Regions from separate parts of the Culex quinquefasciatus genome. Here region 1 is linked to region 2. The links are chromatin contacts, called in public Hi-C maps. All regions are on one chromosome and are shown on one strand. The core of a region is the stretch at or near the end of the contact, and the rest is flanking DNA. Distances in the headings are between cores, read along the strand shown. Region 1 holds the start of LOC6042120 (transmembrane protein 186). Region 2 holds the start of LOC6042115 (proteasome assembly chaperone 4).

What was found. Hi-C and Micro-C count contacts between places; a contact is called where the count stands out from the background.
Region 1: a Hi-C map of whole body shows a contact between it and region 2, with 5 times the contacts expected there. The contact joins the promoter of LOC6042120 here to the promoter of LOC6042115 in region 2. A contact is called at or near these places in 2 of 2 Hi-C or Micro-C datasets (both in whole body).

The regions. Positions count from the first base shown.
Region 1 is chr2:175,790,872-175,795,236 of VPISU_Cqui_1.0_pri_paternal, reverse strand. LOC6042120 (transmembrane protein 186) reads left to right here and starts at 2,855. Exons shown (of 2, transcript XM_001851217.2): 1 at 2,855-3,346; 2 at 3,412-3,762. The coding sequence starts at 2,995. The coding sequence ends at 3,713. It overlaps LOC6042121 (transducin beta-like protein 3), which reads right to left and starts at 2,810. Exons shown (of 2, transcript XM_001851218.2): 1 at 2,662-2,810; 2 at 1-1,176. The coding sequence starts at 2,690.
Region 2 is chr2:175,629,287-175,633,535 of VPISU_Cqui_1.0_pri_paternal, reverse strand. It overlaps LOC6042115 (proteasome assembly chaperone 4), which reads left to right and starts at 1,408. Exons shown (of 2, transcript XM_038254960.1): 1 at 1,408-1,545; 2 at 1,608-2,145. The coding sequence starts at 1,615. The coding sequence ends at 1,977.

The DNA.
Region 1 (4,365 bases), core at 1,606-4,105, 160 kb before region 2:
AACTGATCGTTGGCCGAAAGGGACAGAACGATGTCGGTGTGGCCTTTAACCAGCTGGCAGTTCATGGTCGTGGTGTCGTACACTTTGAAATCATTGCTGTTGGTGGCCATTCCGAGGAAGCGATCCTTCTTTCCAAACAGGATCAAATCCAGAATTTCATCGCTGAACCCGGACAGCTGCTTGAAGCAGTCGAACGTTTCCAGGTCGTGGATTATGATGTTGTGATCGGCACTGACCACGGCCAATTGCGACGTTTGCCGGTTCAGCAGCATCTCCGTGATGGCAAGGCCACCTTCTTCCGCGGATTTGGTCACCAAGCTGTTGCTCTGCTTGAAGACGATCGCCGTCTCGGTCATCTCCCAAACCTTGATCAAACCTTCTTCACCAGCACAAGCCGCATAAATCTTGCCCTTCTTCAACTTCTGTCCGTTCACCCGAATACCATCAGGAAGTACAATCACGCTCTCCAAGCTCTCGTAAACCGGAATCGTCTTTACCGACTGCTGCGTTTCGTAATCCCACAGAACCAATATCTTGTCCCGTCCAGCCGAGACCAAAAACTTCCTATCGTTCGAGAACGACACCGCGGTCACCTTAGAAAAGTGCCCCGAAAACGTCTTCACCAACTCGCGCGTCTCGTAGTTCCAAACATAAATCTTCGCGTCATCCCCGGCCGCCAAAATAACCTTCCGCTCCTCGTCCGGATGAAACACCAGCAAACTAACAACCCCAACACACCCGCGCAGTGTCCCCACGCAAACCTGCTGCATCGGGTCCCAAATGCGCACCGTAGTGTCCGTCCCGCCACTCGCCACCAGCTGATCCCCGGCGCTGAACGCCAACCGCGTCGTCGGTCCCTGGTGCAGCCCGCGCCACATCTTGACAACCTGCCTGCTCGCGACGTCCCACATCCGAAGCAGCCCCGATCGATGCGCAGAAACGACGTGCTCGCCACCGTTGGCCAGCGCGAATGTGTAGACCGAATCTTCGGCGATTCCATCGTCGTCGTCGGTTGTTGAAGGATTGGCGCCGAAAATGACCGGTTCCGAGGAATCATCGTTGACGGAGATCAGATTGATGGCACCCGAGTTTTGGCACAGCAGTTCCTGCCCATTCGGGGACCACTGGACGGTGCCGCCGGTGTAGAACGCCTTGTACTGGTTCTGGACTTCGTAACTGTAAAGAGTTTGAATGTTATCAGATGTTAAGTTATTGAAGCGAAAAAAACAAAGAACAGCTCTAAAGGAAGTTAGATATAGGTAAAAAATATTTTTTTTTTATTTTGAAGCCAACTTGAATTTCAAAAGATAAAAAACTGCAAGGGCAAAAATAATAAAATGCAGTTCAAACTTGATCATTGATAAAATCAATACCAGTGAACTTCATCAATTAGCCGAAGTTAACACTTTGGATGTTATGTCCAATAAGATAATTGATGCATTTCGACAAAAATCATTGCAGTCTTCAGCTGCATTGATCCGCTCTTTATATAGTTTATAAGTTAGTTTTAAGGTATCCCTTTTTCCCTTTGTACATGTAGGCCCTCCTACATATGAAATCACTGAATAGCGAAAGCTACAATATTTCATGAATAAATGAAAATTGCTAGAATTTAAAATTGAGGTGAAAAGTCATCAATTGTGATTGGACACTCAATAATATTTTAACTGAATGAATGTACATGGAAAAAAAAAAATCTGAATAAATATAAATAAAAAAAAAAAAAAAAAATCAGTACTAAATAAGAACGATTGAAGTATTCGAATGTTTATTTTTCAATTGCAATCATATTTTGACACTTTTACAATTAAAACTGTATTTTTTATTGCGCAAAAATAAGATTTATTGAAAAAACTTGTTTTTTGTCTTTTATTTTTTTTATTTACAGAAAAATAGCAGTTACAGTCCAGAATCTATTATACGAAGGCCTCAGAATTTTTTTTTCTTTATCTATTGCCCAGCTTTGACCCCTAAACTTCGCTAAAGTGATTAAGAATGTTTAAATGGCGGTTTAAGGCAATCAACATTCAAATTCGCTAATCGCAGAACTCAAACACGAAAAAAAAAATGATTATACGAAGGCCCATAAAAACCTTTGGATAATCGAAACTTCGGAAAATCGAGGCTTCGGATAATCGAGTCTGGACTGTACTACGTTTTAAGTATTCATTTTGAGGTATTATTTATTATAGTGAAAAAAGTTCAATAAATCCGAATTTGAGATTGAGTCAGAAAATAAATATTTTATAAAAAGGCCAATATGTAATTAAGCTTAAATATGCGATTTTGTTGTTCACAATGATAAAGCTTATTTTTCTGAGTACAATTTAAATAAAATTAAAATGAAAAAAGTGCTTTAGAACTCTTTCGAATAACAATAATATTTTTATAACAAAAAATGTTGTATTAAATAATTTTAAAACACACATTTCAAATAATTCAAACAATAGAAACAACAAATAAATTGAATGAATACTATTCCCAAATTTTTCAGATAAATATATTTTAAAAACTTTTGATTTCAAAATAACCGCCTTTACTGGCGTCTTACTGTACCAAAACAAACGAGGTTCGAAAGCAAAAACAGTACGCATTTTTTGAACGCTTGTAACAAAGCAAAAATAGCAGTAAACTGTGGAAATATTTCTAAACTATACTTACACTTCCTTTAGCTTTATCTTGGCACTCATTTTAACAACTTTTCCAACTTTTTACACCTAAAAAACTATATAAATTGCAACCAAACTGAACCGACAACGTTGGTCAACAAATCGCACGTGCGCTTTTAAAACGAGAACTGTCAAAAGTCAAACAGCTGATTATCTGACAGTTCTCTAGTTTGTTTTGAATCTAGTACCTCACTTTCATTGCATCATGCAAAATTTGTGTTGAAAATTCGCTCTGAAAATATTCTGATTTTTCGTGGAATAGCTTGAAAATAATTGATGGAAGTAGTTTGACAAGTTCAAAGATTACCTAACAAAAGCCTTCAAAATGTTACAAGCGCTCCGAAGTTGCCCGCTGTCACGAATTTCACTCGCGCTCAAACCAACTTCATCGCCGGCATTTCGTTCCTCCCCTGGGCTGCTGGTGCGACAATGCTCCACAAAATCATCACAACCAGCTGCGCCAGAAAAGGTTCCCCAAAACGAGCCGCCGTCGCACGTTGAAGATTCCACCAAGTGGTACACCCTGTACCACTTCCGAGGAATCATGCTGACGGCGGCTTTCAAGCGGTTGAAGCTGTACCCGGCGGGTCTCACGGCGGTAACGGTTCCCACCTGTTTGGCGCTGGCCTACGCGGACATTTGCTCCGTTACGACGGCACAGATTTTCGGATCTGTTGGTGAGAAGTCATAAATTTGCATTTGACTTCAAAACTTAAATTTTATTTTATTTAATTAATTTTAGGCTTCACAACCACCTTGACCCTGCTGGCGTTTAGCTATTTCACGAACAATCTGGTCGGTTACGTGTACACCGACGATGAGGGCAAGCAGGTGAAAATATCGTACGTGGACCCCGGCGGTAAGCGGCAGAACCGCATCTATCCGGTGGACAACATCGTGCCCCGGTCGGAGCTGCAGCGGACACTGCTGAAGTTTTACTTTCCCATCAAGAACCACGATAACGGCGAGGTGTACCGGATTGTGCACCGGTATGGGGAGGTTTACGATGAGAAAACTTTTACGAAGGTGTTTGGTAGAGAGTGATGTAGGTTTGTTGTGTAATAAACTTATTTTCTAGATTGAAGAAAAAAAACTTGATTATAATCCGAAATATTTATCAGATCATATACTAAGCTTTATTTAAAATACAGCAGATTTTTATTTGAGGCTACAAACCGAAGTATGTACCAAAATAGTTTGCATACCTAGTTTTTGTTAGGGGTGACAATTATTTTTGTTGGGGGTGACAATTATTTTAAAATTTTGTGAGCCCTCATCATTTAATCTGTTAGATTTAGTACGTTCCATTCTAGTACTTCATATAAAATGACTTCATGTAAAATAACGCCTGAAAGCAACGTGTGACGAATGTGGAAAACGAATGAAAGGGATCACACAACTTCGATTGATGGCCACTTCTGTATATAGTGGCGCTGCAAAAGTAAAATGAAAAAGAAAAAAAATTTAGCAAAAAAGGGAAAATGGAATTGTTAACAAGCCGTCTATCCTGCGCACGCCAGTGAATGTTTACGTTTAACATTTAATTATTTAAAAAATGCATCGTAAATTTGGTTTTAAAGTTAATTCTAAAGTCCCACAAGCATTCGTGATATAATAATTCTAGAGGATTGTTATAAAAGATCCTACAACATACGAAACCCCATAGTTATAGGACCTAAAAATACTCTAAATTTCC
Region 2 (4,249 bases), core at 159-2,658:
ATTCTTCCCGGACGATGTCGAGTGTCCACAAACATCAATATCAATCAATCAATCAATTGTCAAAAAAAAGAATACTGTTTGGAATTTTCTAAACTTTTTGGAAGTATATTTTCCAGTTGTGTTTTTCTACATTTTTTTTTTGGCTTTATGTTAAGTATTATCTAAATGTACTTTTGTTAATGTTCTAATTTGAAGATTAATTTTTCTCAAAAGTATACATTTGGGTGACAAGAATTAAATTAACAGCCTCCTTTTCAAGTCTTTTCTAAGATGAATTAAGAATTATTACTAAATGTTAGCCAAATTATAGAATACAAGATTTTCATGCAAAACTGCCCTAAAAAATTGCAAATGCTTGTTTGGCATAAAATATCATGTAAGTGTCTCGCCCTTGACAATTTAACAACCATACCTCATAACTTTTTGTTCAAAATAGAAAAAAAACTGAAAATAATCTTTTACTAATTACATCATTAATCAAATAGACACTTTTTTGATAGTTAGAAAATTAACTTTCACAAAAAAAAGTGATTATCTCATTTGCCTTATGTATGGTAATCATGTATGGTCCCCTTGGAAATCATGTATGGTCCCCTTGGAACGAGCTGTCAAGTAGGACCTTTTCTGTCAAGAAGGGTTGCAAAGCTAATTTTTGAAAATTGATGTTAAAATAGTTTTTAAATCTTTTGCGGTCGTACAAAGGGTCATGTACTCAGAAAAATAAGCTTTATCGTTGTGAACAATAATATCACAAATTTAATCCTAATTTTAAAACCCAATTGGGTTCTACTTTTTAATTTATTTTTATTGCACTAAAATAAAAAAAAGTGATCAGAAATGGTGGATCAATCGGACCGCGCACTGGACTCACAATCCAGAGGTCGCCGGTTCGAATCCCGCGGCGGGCGCTCTAAAAAATCTTTGTGTAAATATGGGTATTCGGTGCCGTCGCTCCGTGCCATACTTTCATACACTTAGGAGCCCAGGGCGGCGAAGTCCTTGTAGATAAAAGGAAGACACTAGTGGTTGGTACTAGCAATGGTGGCCGACAGCTATAAAGTCAACTTCGTCGATCAGAAATGGTTTTAAATGGTGCTTACTACCGTTGTACATGAAAATTGACCTAGGGCTTTAGAAGTCTATTTAAAGGGGAGCACCACCAGAAAAATGAGCAACTTTTTTCGAAAACGCCAAAACTCGTTTTCCCATCACAGCGCCATAATGAACTTCTGCGGCAGTAGCTTGAACTACCTGGTTGAATGCCCTTCTAAAAAATATTGCAAATGAAATAACGCATTAGTAACGAGTTTATATCAGTGACGCCTCGTAACGTACATAATGCTTCGTATAACATGACATCTGTCAATAGCGTTGTTTTTCACTGACGTTTGTTTGTTTTGCTTTTATTGATTTCTTGAGTTTTTTTTGAAAAGGACCAATAAGCTATTGTCTTTCATATGTTTATAGGTCGTTTTCAAAAAAAACTCAAGATTTGTTGTTCGGCGTATCGCTTGCTGTCTCGCTTTTTGCAAGCTCATATTCAAGGTTAAAATTAAAGAATTTTCTAATTTTATAGACTTAACAGCAAATTATTTTATTAATTTTAGCACAACAATGGCCACTCCCCTGCCGTCCAACTTCAGCTCGCACCTGTGCAGCGTTGAGGTTTGCGACGTCCAGTACAACATGCGGATCCTGAAGATGAAGGACTCGGTGTTCATATACATTGGCGAGAATAAAGCGGAGAACTTTGACGAAATGGCAATGGCTCTACCAACGGAGACGAGTGAAATTTGCTCCACCACCATTATGGGAGAAGTGGTGGGTTGTGGCTCGGAAGACCTGGCCCAGAAGTTGGCCAGAAAGCTGAAGAAACAGGTCTACCTCAGTGCCAACGTGCCGAACGACCGGATAGTTCGGCCCTCGATTGAGCGGAAGCTGTTCGAGGAGATCAACAACAATCGGGAATGCTTTTGAGGTGGAATAATAAGGATATGGATGTGGAAGGATCCCTCAATACTGCCTGGAATTTTGTAGGGGATTAGCTCAACAAAACCGCTTATGCTAACAAATCGAATAAACATGCTTTGCTGCAGTATATTTTTGTAATCTATTGCTAAATATATGGAATTAGTCTTAAATAAACTGTGTTTTCTTTCATTACTTTTCCTTTTATTTAACCAATTGACCTTGACGTATCAACTTTTTAGTAAATCAATGGCCGTGTGCTCTCTCGTTCTATCTAGGTTGGAATCCCAGCAAGCTTAGCACAAGAGAGACCACCGGCATCGAAATATTAAAAATGCTACACGTCCACAGAAATAATATCATTGAAATATTTTATCGCGGAATGAGGACATATTTTGAGACTGAAAAAATGTGTAATACAGTGGACTCTCTCGTTGTCAATATTGAAGGGACCGTCGAGAGCGGGAGTTATCAAATTATAGAACGAAAAATCAAAGCAATCTATTTGAAGGGACTGAAAAATTTATTGACAGCTGGAGAAATATTGGTATCGAGAAGATCGATAGCCAGAGAGTCCACTGTATTACCTCCTTCCACGTGTAAATTTACATTAATTTACATTGTTGTATGTGTAATTGCATTTATATAATTCCAACCAACCAATTCCAAAACCATATAAGTCCAACGATCAAATTATCAACAAAGCTGTCAACCCTCTTCTTCTCTGTATGTGTTACGTAATATTTGAAATGTTGACGTATTTTTAAAGTAACGATGAACCAACATTAGACCCCGTTATAAGTACCTTGTTTTACCTTGTTACATAAAAACATATTTGACACAATTTGAGTTAGGGGAACAGCATCTAATTCCAGCGTGCTTCTAATGTTGGCAGGTCAGAACTTTGACATTCAATTAAAGCTAATTAAAAGCGTTTTCAACTGAAATCGAGTGATAAATAGCTCAATAAGAAGTGAGCAAGCAAGTTTCTATCAAAAGTTTTGCAAAATTAGTTGTTTAAATAGTGAAAATCAGCAAATTGGATGGAGTTAGGAGCGAGTGCTTAACCTGCCAAACATACGAGAATTTCCCCTATGTAGAATCGGTACATAAGTTCATATCAAATTATGTTTCTGGTATCAAATCGCTCAACAACATTGCACGAACTCCATTTTCTGAGTCAATCCAACCAAATAACTGAACAATTTCTCGAAACACAAGACAAATTGCTCAAGGTTGTACCACAGACAAACAGACGTGACTCTCCATACAAATTATTTTTGAAATCCATCGTCCTTCATCAAACCACCAAATCACGACGACGCCAGCGCTGCCTGGTGAGCTTATGCCGAAGCGCAGCCCAAACACACCAATACAAACCCATTACTGTCATGTGTCACGTCAGTGTATGCGTGAGACAATCAAGCCTTAACGATTGTAAACATCAACAGCTGTTTCGAAATAATTTTGTTGTTGCTGATCATCAGTAACAAAATCAAAATAAATAAATCAAGACCGACGGCCGAAAATTACGGTGGGTCGGTTCCACGGTCGGTTTCGTTTCCAATGGCAGAACCTCATGAGGCAAATCATGCGATAGCACCTGCAGCGATGCAAGACAAACACAATGACAGAGACCACACCACTGGTCCTCCCCGTTGCTTGCATGTTCCGTCTAAGATTCCTCCTCCACCGAAAACATGAACCATTACACCTGACACCAGATATCCCGGTCACGAAAACACCAGTAGTGGCCGCCGGAATAGGAAAATCCAATTCAAAACTAACGGAATTGATCCCCACGATGGGCGTTTGGAAACATCTGCGGGGAACGTGTCCACGGCGCAATTAAGTTGCCAGCTAACAAAACTAAAGGGGCCGAATGAGACGAAAAAAGTCGCGAAGAGTGGCGCTCACGATCGACGCAACATCGTCAAAATGCCAAAAGGACGACCAGCAGCAGCAATCTGAGCAGCAGTCCACGAAGGATAAGCAGGTTGCTCCGAAGGAGATGACTATACCACAGGGTCCGGCTTCCTCCGCAGCAGCAGGACGTCTCAGCAGCAGCCTTGATATCGATAGGCAGTTGAGTAGGCCTACCAGGTTAATTGTGGGGCAAATGGTATGTCTTCGCTAGTCTGCCGCTCATCTGACCCTGGCCGAGACTGCCCCAATCTTGTCCCACAAAGCATGGATTGTGGATCACCGTTAGAATTCCCGAATTCCATCATATTTTTATGTGTTTTCATTTGCTGTATCACACGTGCTCACGCTCAACTTA